2 separate regions of the Hordeum vulgare genome follow, and region 2 is linked to region 1. Evidence: chromatin contacts called from public Hi-C data. All regions are on one chromosome and are shown on one strand. The core of a region is the stretch at or near the end of the contact, and the rest is flanking DNA. Distances in the headings are between cores, read along the strand shown.

The links. Hi-C and Micro-C count contacts between places; a contact is called where the count stands out from the background.
Region 2: a contact with region 1 is called in a Hi-C map of leaf, with 3 times the contacts expected there. The contact joins the enhancer-like site here to the promoter of LOC123401382 in region 1. A contact is called at or near these places in 2 of 6 Hi-C or Micro-C datasets (both in leaf).

Annotation. Positions count from the first base shown.
Region 1 is chr6H:336,736,903-336,741,941 of MorexV3_pseudomolecules_assembly, forward strand. LOC123401382 (glucose-6-phosphate 1-dehydrogenase, cytoplasmic isoform-like) reads left to right here and starts at 2,017. Exons shown (of 16, transcript XM_045095168.1): 1 at 2,017-2,127; 2 at 3,127-3,351; 3 at 3,568-3,653; 4 at 3,809-3,857; 5 at 3,929-4,115; 6 at 4,287-4,444; 7 at 4,523-4,591; 8 at 4,790-4,848. The coding sequence starts at 3,169.
Region 2 is chr6H:337,386,760-337,391,798 of MorexV3_pseudomolecules_assembly, forward strand. It overlaps LOC123401352 (negative regulator of systemic acquired resistance SNI1), which reads right to left. Exons shown (of 15, transcript XM_045095137.1): 14 at 4,707-4,831; 15 at 3,901-4,280. The coding sequence ends at 4,202. Among protein-coding and RNA genes, the nearest start is that of LOC123401352, 30 kb to the right of the region's middle. Within about 2 kb of position 2,217, at least 3 of the 3 cell types and tissues checked have open chromatin away from gene starts, as enhancers often do. A contact at or near this core is called in leaf, where this site is marked.

The sequences.
Region 1 (5,039 bases), core at 767-3,266:
AATAGATCGCATACTTGAGCACACGCTTCTTGGTGTCAGTCCTCATAAGTATGAAATCGAGAAGCGCTTCTGGAGGAGGAACCAAAGGAGAAATGTAAAGCAAATCCCCGAGGTCGGACTTGCTTATTACATCCCTCTTCTTCCCTGTGATGTCATTCGTTATCTCGCGCAACCTCTTTGCCCCACCATCGAGTTTGGTAAATGGGCATGCTGCAAAAACAAAACAAAAAATGAAAAATACGATTTTATAACTACGAGCATGCATAACTAGTGGTCTAAGAAAATGGAAGGTACTAAAACTACTAGAACCATGCAAACATGATTCAGAATTCAGAAACAAATAGCTACATGAGACATAATTCAAGCAGGCCCAACTAATTTCAGAAAAACGTAAGCTATTATCAGCATTCCTTTTTGAAAACATAAAACCTAAAATTTCCTCTGCTAAAAGCTACATGAAATGCTCTATAGCCAATTTCAGAAAAACAAAAGCATAAGCTATCAACTGCAAGAACATGAGCTAACTAAAAATGAGCTACAAAAAGATAGAATGAGCTACATAATCTATTTGCTGGAAAAATTTAGAAGTAACACAAAGGGATCCTACATCTTTCAGTTTCTATGCATGTAATGCATTACACCATAAACCATGAACTCCAAAAACTATGAGCTCCAGAAATTCAGAAATATCGCAAGCTGAATACTATGATCATGCAACTTTAGGTTTCTCTACATCACATTCAACTCAGTAAATTCAGCAGCACTGAATTTAGGAAGGGATCAAAACCTGAAACTCATTAAAATTCAGCAGCACAACTACACAAAACCTAAGCCTCATTGAAACAACAAACTCATTGAAACCTACTCATTGGCACTCATTGTCAATGTGCATACTGACATGTCTGAATTAGTTTTACATATGTGAACATGCTTTCACATCAGAATTCAGAAACATCAAAGTCTCGTTGCATCTTTGAATTAACATTGCAGCAGCACAAACTCTGCTCACATGAGGTATGCAAAGCAAATAAATCACCAAACAAAACATGTAAAAAAACTGCAGCAACATCCAATCCATATTCTTATCACACTGACGACACCCTAACCTACCGCATCGCCGACATTCACCCTACAACCACGCGACAACTTTCCTAGTGCGCTGCTGAACTACCTACACCGGCGACCACTCGCCAACACATAACGAAAACCTGTGGACGTTGAGCGCGAAGCCGCCCTGGGGAGGACCGCTATGAACACTCGTGTTGCATAAATAACTGAAACCCGTCGACGTCGAGCGTGAAGCTGCCCCTGGGGAGGGCCGCCATGAACGCCTACAAATCATGCAAAAATGAGGGGGAAGGGAATGAGCGGATCTCCGATGCATACATGATGGAGTCGATGCCGGCCATCGCCGAATATGTCGCCGTCGCCACCGCGGTGGATATGCCCCGGTCGCCCGCCGCCCCCGCCGTCCTCACAGATCCAACAACGCCGTCCTTCGAGCAACACGAGTAGACCGAGTTGCGAAAACACTCTCGACTCTTCCTCACTTGCATAAATGGTTGTCCTCAAACAATGGCTTCATTTCAGAAAACGGACGCATGCCGCGGAAGCGGGGACGATGTGGTCCGTCTGATCAACACACAATCCAACGGAGCTGAGCCGGAGGAAGAGCGAGCGTGATCGGTGGTCTGAAGGTAACCTTTTTCCAAAAATTATCCAAGTATAAATAAATATCGTTCAATTTGTTTGAGTTTGCATTAAATTTGATCAAGTATATTGGATTTCGTTTGAATTGTAACCGAACATATGCTGATAGATTTGGATAACATCGGTGTTGTCCGTTCGAGGGCTTTGGAGTTGAAGATGCCCAGGTAGGATAAGCAGCAATTTTCCGGAAAAAGGAAAAGAAAAAAGAAACAGAACAGGGCGTAGATGTGGATGTGGTGGAAGGTTCAGCCAGCGGGTCAAAGGGGAGTGGGAGTAGCCGATGCGAGTATAAAAGCGGCGGCGAGAAAGGAAAGCCATATATAATTTCCACCCAAAGCAAAGCAAAATATTCCCATCCCACCGGCACCACCCCCCTCCTCCCGAAGTCAAGCCGCATCGTCCCTTCAGTGTTCACTGGTCAGTTTTCTCATCCTCCTCTCGATCGCACAGCTGCCGACCACAACGATTCCTCTTGATGGGACTGAGTCCTTGGTCGATTGACCGGCCGGCTCTGCTTCCCGCCCCAAGGAAGGAAGGATCGCGTTGCGTTTCGGGATGGGTCTCGTCGCCAGTTCAATTTTTGTTTGCATGTTTTGTTCTTGGACATGCCGCTAGGCTGGTTAACTAGTACTCTCTCCGTTCACAAATTATAAGATGTTTTGGATATTTCAGTATAAACTGCATATGGACTGAAATGAGTGAACAAACACATTAAAACGTAACTATAATTCGGAGTTGGGGCAGGGATTTTTAACTTCTCCAAATAGGATAACTATCATGTTTGCCTTTTTCCTCCTCTCAACACAGAGATTTTTAACTGTTTTCCGGCCGATTTTCCTCATAAACACAGGGGCCATTACATTTTGTTTTCTTTATGAAACGCAGGAACACCCTGCCCTTTCAAGGTTCTACAAGTGACATTGCCGTTTAGTGTATGCAACAGATCTGAAGTCGCAATTGTTATGTTGACACATATGGGGATGGGGAGCCATGTTCAATGCAGTTAATTACTTGCACAGACAGTATTTTTAACTTGACTAGAAGTAGAATCTCGTAGCAGCCCTAGTACATCCATGGTTTTTTTTTTTTCCTGAAGCACATCTGTGGTTATCAGTTCATGAACATGCTACTACAGCAAACTTCTCTGGGATCTTGTTTCAAAAGTTGCATTCTCAGTTGCTGATGGCCAATGGTTAAACAGCAAGGTTCAGTAAAGTTGTTTCATGATGGATCCTTTTTTTTTTCTCTTGTTGCAAAATCTCATTTGGACCTGTCAATCAGTGAAGAGATATTTTGCTTGATTAGTAACTTAGCATTGATCAAAGTTATGTAGCTGTTTAAGAGCTCATACATCTTTCTTTTTTTAAACCAAAGAGCTCATACATCTTGAGATTAAGTGTACCTCTCCAATCTTAGGTTATCTTGAAAGGACGGAGAAACCATACAGACTAGACTACCATGTCAGGAGGATCGGGTGTATCTTCACCATCATTGGGACGAATTAGCACGAGTTCTTTGTCAGACTTGCAGGACTTGGAGCTTTCTTCAGAGTCTGGCTGCTTGTCCATTGTTGTACTAGGTGCTTCTGGGGACCTTGCTAAAAAGAAAACTTTCCCGGCACTCTTTAACCTTTTTCAACAGGTAATCTATCATAACTTTGCAATAGTTGCCGTTTCAAAGGGGATAAACTAGTTGATGCATCTATCTTGAGTTAAATAACTTGCACCCAAGTGTACACTGTACATAACTATATTAAAGAAACAATTGAACATCATTGTATAATGTACTGCATGTCATGTACATAATGTCTTCCCAGCTTGGCACACATTGGCTGAATATTGCTCTCTGATAAGACAGGGATTTATACAATCTGGGGAAGTCCATATATTTGGGTATGCGAGATCAGATATGTCTGATGACGGGTTAAGAGAACACATTCGTGGGTAAGGTCCACATTTCTGGAATTAATATAATGATTTTGTGTACAAATAAATTGGTATGCTTTGTATGAGGATGGTGTTTCCTCCATTTTTATATATGATGAAAGGGCTGGTTCCAAAAAAATATGCATGTTAATGTCATCCTTGTATTGTTACAGATATCTCAAAGGATCTTCAGATGAACATCTTTCACAATTTTTGCAATTGGTGAGTTGCTAATATTATGCATACCTCGTGTGGTATTTCACTTATGTAACCGTGCTTAATTTTCATTGCAGATTAAATATGTTAGTGGTTCATATGATAATGGGACAGGATTTGAATTGCTAAACAAGACAATCTCTGAGAATGAAACATCAGAGAACAACCAACCAGGAAACGCCCGTAGACTATTTTATTTGGCATTACCTCCTTCAGTCTACCCCTCAGTATGCAAAATGATAAGATCATATTGCATGACTCCATGTGAGTTACTTTTGAAAGAAAAAAGGCTGTCCCCTTCCATGTCAACTTTGCAGACTATCGCACTTCCTTCAAAGTACTGAAAATATATGTATATGATTCATTTGGCTGTGTTAATTAAGTATTTTAGATCCATGCTCTTTACTTGTGGTAACCACTGTGCTCTACTTTCAGCCTCTCATACTGGTTGGACAAGAGTTATTGTTGAAAAGCCCTTCGGAAAGGATTTAGACTCTGCTGAGGAATTGAGTGCCCAACTTGGAGAGCTTTTCGATGAAGAACAACTATATAGAATTGACCACTATTTAGGAAAGGAGTTAGTCCAAAACTTGGTAATTTGTGTGTTATTGGTTAGTTGTGTATATTTTTCTGCTTTTGTAAAAGTTTTTCATGCTGTCATCTATTTGCAGCTGGTGCTTCGCTTTGCAAATCGCTTCTTTCTGCCCCTCTGGAATCGTGATAACATTGATAACGTACAGGTAATATGCAATCTTAGGTTGTTAGCACACTTCCATTTGCTGTGCTTCTTTGTATATTTTGGTTATATCTGTAATATTATACACCTTCCTTTGCCGTTTGTCTAAAACTAAATAAGTTCATGTTAGAATAGTTGGAGCATTTCATTTTTATAATGGTCACAACGGTATGTGCTTGCATGTAATAAACCTATCTCGCAGATTGTATTCCGGGAGGACTTTGGAACTGATGGACGTGGAGGATATTTTGATCAATATGGGTATGTTGTAAATTTAACTTTTGCAAGGAAGTTTGTATGCTCAGTGCATTTTATTTCAAGCACATATGCTTTAAGCTGAAACTATGATGTAAAACATCTCTTCTATATATTGTAAATTTAAATGGTACGAAATGTCATAATGAATATTTTGTTCATGTACAGTTGTGCATTCATAATGCTCGAGTTGCGCA
Region 2 (5,039 bases), core at 967-3,466, 650 kb after region 1:
ACTTAATAGGAAAAATCTTAATGGTGTCCACTAGTGTGTGCAGCTCAGCGAATGCCAGTGGGAGGCTTTGAATGACTTTTAATCGTACCCTTCGAGCTATTTGCAAGTTTCATCCTTTAGTTTAGTTCGAGCTTCCAAACTGATCACACATAGCCTAAAAACTAAGCAAAATATGTGCAGCGATCATATTTTTGGGTCTAGCTATATATACCCCCACCTATATCACCAATTCACTCAAAATAATTTATTTTAATCACAAATTTTGAGAGAGAACTACATATCCTTGAGTTGGGTTTGAAGATGTTTCTAATCCAACTTTCAAGCCAAACCTTTGATCACTAATCCCCTCCTTGTTTACCACTTGAAACTCCTCGATCCAAAGATTTATCTTCCAAAGTAGGAGAGCAAAGGGATTCATCACCAATCAACCTCAATCTTACTACTTCTAGATCGACTAGGTTTGCTTGAGATACGTCGTGATCTCAAGGAACAAGAAGTTTGTATGCTCTTAGAGATCGTCTACTTCGTGAAGATATACCATGACTCAGGTTGGACCTTTGTGGTTGTAAGCCATGGTGGGATGTGTGGTTGCTCTTTTGTGGACCTTTGTGGGTGGTGTCATTTGTGGACCTTGCAACCAAGATCCAAGTGGACTAGAATCTTCGTGATTTGAAGCATACACCGACACGGAGTAGGATAGATCCAACTATCCGAACCACGGGAAACACCATCGGGACTCCTTGTGTTTGCATTCCCCTAAGCTTAGTCCTTGTGCAAGTTTATGTTTCCGCTGACTTTACCCTTTGTATATTTACACGTGTAGAACGTATTAGCCGCCACTAACTAACCTGAAAATTGTCAACAATTAAAACTTAGGAAAAAAACTCTAGGTTATTTTAGTAGCCTATTCACACACACACACCTCCCTAGATACAAAAAAACATACAAGAGAAAACACTCGCAGTCAGCAAGGCCATTGTCAAACTACCCCTAAATCATGTGAGAATGCAACATTGGAGAGAGGAGATCAACAGAAAACACCTACGAACTCAAACGAAGGACTCGATGGGTGTGTGTGTGGGGGGGGGGGTCTTTTAGAACTCTAGACAATAACCACTTAGAGTGTTTTACTTGCTTCACATGTGACCCCAACTCAGAAGCGAGAGATGCGACTTCATGTCAAAGCTTCATCAATTTGTCATTGATTTTTAGTACTCTCCTTGGTTAGAACGGTGAAAATCACTTTAGATCAAGTATAATAAGAGTTATAAGCATGTTTGCCTCTGTGAAAGAAAGAAACAAGGAAAAAAGGAAAGGTGCGGACTCTCATGCATAAGTCAATACCTACACATGCTGGTGGATAATGTAGATAAAAAGGGTAAATGCGAGAAAAGTGAAATCTAGAAAACGCAAAAAATGCTAATAACCTAGTAGTTAAATTTATAACCAACTCTATTATATGAGTGATTAATGACGCTCGCTCTAAATGACATAGACAATCTTGTATAGCTAGTTGTTGGCTATAATATTTACTAGAAGTTACCGTGCACTTTGTCGCATGAATGTTGTGCACTATATATCAATGAGATTTATTGTATGAACATGAATATGAAGAAATAATGTGAAAATTAAAATGAAAAATACATATGATTTCTTCTGTATTATCATTGTATAGTTTTAAAATGTTTATTAAATAAATAGCATAATAGAATGAAGAATGCCCATACATTTTTGCATGTTGATATGGGTTTTTTCCTATGCATGGTTGCATATTCTGATGGACCTTTTTCATGCATGTTGTGGGAAGGTGACATACTTACATACTTACATGTGGGAGAGAAATAGTAGATCAGCTATGTAGAGGTACTCCCTCCGTCCCAAAATAAATGTCTTAACTTTGTACTAGCTCTAGTATAAAGTTATACTAAGATTAAGACACTTATTTTGAAACGGAGTGAGTAGAAGATTAGCTTTGCTCTTAGGGCTAAGAGCAACTCTAGCACACCAACCATATCCTCGTTGGCCCATATAATTTCAGCGGTTTTACATTTTTCACATTTTTTTTTCTGTCCGGACAGGTTTGCTAAAAGTCCATCGGCTCGTATAAAAATTACAAGTGGGCTACAAATCCGTTCGCTTGACGCTATATGTACAGGGTCAGGGGTGTTTTAGGGGGGAAACCCTATTTGGTGCGCGCTGCGTCAAATAGTCGGCGTTCGTACACGCACCCAGCCATGGTTCGGAAGTGGGCCCGCCATTTAACTATTCCAAGGCCCACAGTTTTGGGAAACTTGTACATGTTCCGAGCCGGGTTTTTTCGTTTATGGAAAACTTCTAGCTGGTTTTCTGAACATGATTTTTTTTATTTTTTTTTCTGTTTCTATTTCGAAAAATGTTCTGGATTTTCAAAAAATGTTCCAGATTTTCAAAAACTGTTTGGAATTTTCAAAATTATTCTTCAAACTGGAAAAAAATATCTCTTTAGAAAAATCTTCCGATCTTCAAAAAATGTTATGGATTTTCCAAAATGTTCTAGAATTTCAAAAATGTTCTTCAAATTCAAAAAATCTTTTTTCCTTTTCTAAAAACAGTTTTCGATTTTCAAAAAATTCTAGATTTTCAAAAATTGCCCTTCAATTTGGAAAAAAAAATTGCTTTTCAGAAAAATGTTCTGGATTTTGAAAAATTATTCTGGATTTTTTAAAAATGTTCTTTATTTTTTAAATGTTTTTCAAAAAAAATATTGTTTTTTAAAATTTGTTCTCAAGATTACAAAATGTTCTTGTTTTCAAAAATTATTCATGTTTATGAATTTGTTCAGTATTTTTCAAAATTGTTCTCATTTTCGAAATTTGTTCTCAAGATTCAAAAAATGTTAGTGCTTTTGAAAAATTGTTCATGCTTCCAACTTTATTCAGGGTTTCCAAAATTGTTCTCCGTTTTAAAATTTTGTTCTCAAAATTCAAAAAATGTTTATGCTTTAAAAAATTGTTCGTGGTCCCAAATTTGTTCAGGATTTTTCAAAAAAATTCTTGGTTTTAAATTCATTCTCAAGATTCAAAAACTATTCATGCTTTAAAAAATTGTTCGCGCTTTCAAATTTGTTCTCTGATTTAAAAAACATTCATGTTTCCAAAAAATGATTGAGAAATTCAATGTTCGTTCGTTTTGATAAAAAAAAGAAAAAAGGAAAACCGAAAGAAAAACGAGCCAAAAAAGGAGGGAAAATAAGCAAAAAAAAGAAACATAAAAAAAAAGCAAAAAGGAAGTTATCCGATTTTTTTAGATAAAAATAAACTGGCCCGGCCCAGTCAGGCGCCCTTTCTGCTGCAAGCAATTAGTCGCGTGTTTCTTCCCCTTTCTCACGGATCCATGGCCGAAGGTGCTCGCAGGCATGGCAGTCGTGGTGGGTCGTCGCCGCGTCAATCGTCGAGCCATGGCATTCCAAGCAGGCGCATGAACGCGACGCATAGCAACAGCTTAGGCCAGCTTCAGCGAGCTCCACGAGGTGCTTTTCTGACACATCAAGAGGTATCGATAGGCCGATCAGGAGCTACTCGCCACACAGCATGCAGTGGCGACCGGAGAAGGCGCCAGCAACAGGCTTGCCACCACAAAGGAGAACCACACCTACGCCCATGCTTACCAAAGTCGTGGAGGCATTCTACCCCGGCAATTGAGCTAGCCTTCCCTAGGTTTAAATTTCTAGTTTGATCTATGTTTTAATCTATGTATGAACTCCGGTTGGGTTGAACTTTGTAGCGCAAACTAGTTTTAAATTTTGCAATACATTTTTATAGCAGATCTATTCTATCGAGACCTTTAAGTTCCCCCAAAATTTAGGTGGAACCCTCGTTTTGCAGTACCATATACAGGATCTGCTAAAATTGCTCTAACAACTAAGCCCTAAATTTCAGCCTCTTCGTTTCACAAAAAAAAAGCCTCTTCTGATACACCCTGCTGATTTTCTTGGTTACCAACTACATCACGCCTTTAGTACATTTGCCGAACGGTAAACTAGTGAATTTGATATCCACCCTGAGATGAGCAACCCAGATGCCAAAACATATATATACACAGGTAACATATTTTGTCGTACAATAGATGAGACAGATACTATCGTTCTCTTAAGATAAACCATTTGATCCCATCGCTTCCAAGTCTTCAAAATCTAAAATGAATACTTCCAAGTCTCCAATCTTCACTCGTTCTGCAGTTTACTTGTCAGCGTTGCTGCAGTGAACAAAGCTTCTTTCTCAAACTGTGAAATCTGAATGCTCCTGCAAAACGGTATACAGAAATTAAATGCACAGGGAACTTAGTGAATTTGTTGGCAGATCCGTACTGAGGCTTGTTGTAATGGGGAGTATCATATACTAGTATCATGCATATGATACTAGTGTATGATACTATACCCGTAATGCATAGTATCATATGTTAGTATCATATGATATGTCATTTATTGTCATGCATGACACATAGTAGCACAACATTTAATATGATACGGTATCATGATATGATACTCAACCCTCTCTTTCTTCATTTAATTCTATGTCATCTCATCAAAATTGCTTAGTTGGCATGCACGATAATAGCTATGGTATTCCCATTACGACCAGCCTGATAGTCTGATACGGCTGCCTGACATGCAGCGACAGTACCATCAGACATTCATCTCCTGAGTCCTGACAGCTCAGAATACTCACGTGTTGATTTTTCTCAGATTCTGGAAAGCGGACACAAACTTGCAAGATATCTCGAGAAGAGACGCTCCCATCATTTTTGCTGCATCAATAGCTTTGCTAGAATCACCATCAAGGGATAGGCAGACCTGAAAGCTTTTATAATTGTCAAAATTATAACCAAGAAGTAAATGCTGTAAATGGAAGAATATCAGAAAAACATCAGGATGGGAACATGGAAGACAGATCTACAATGCCGCCTGTTCAAGTTTCTTAATAACAATAGTATTATGCTCTTCAATTAAACAAAGAGAAAAAGAATGTGATCTAGATAGTATCAAGCTAACTGCAAGGTAT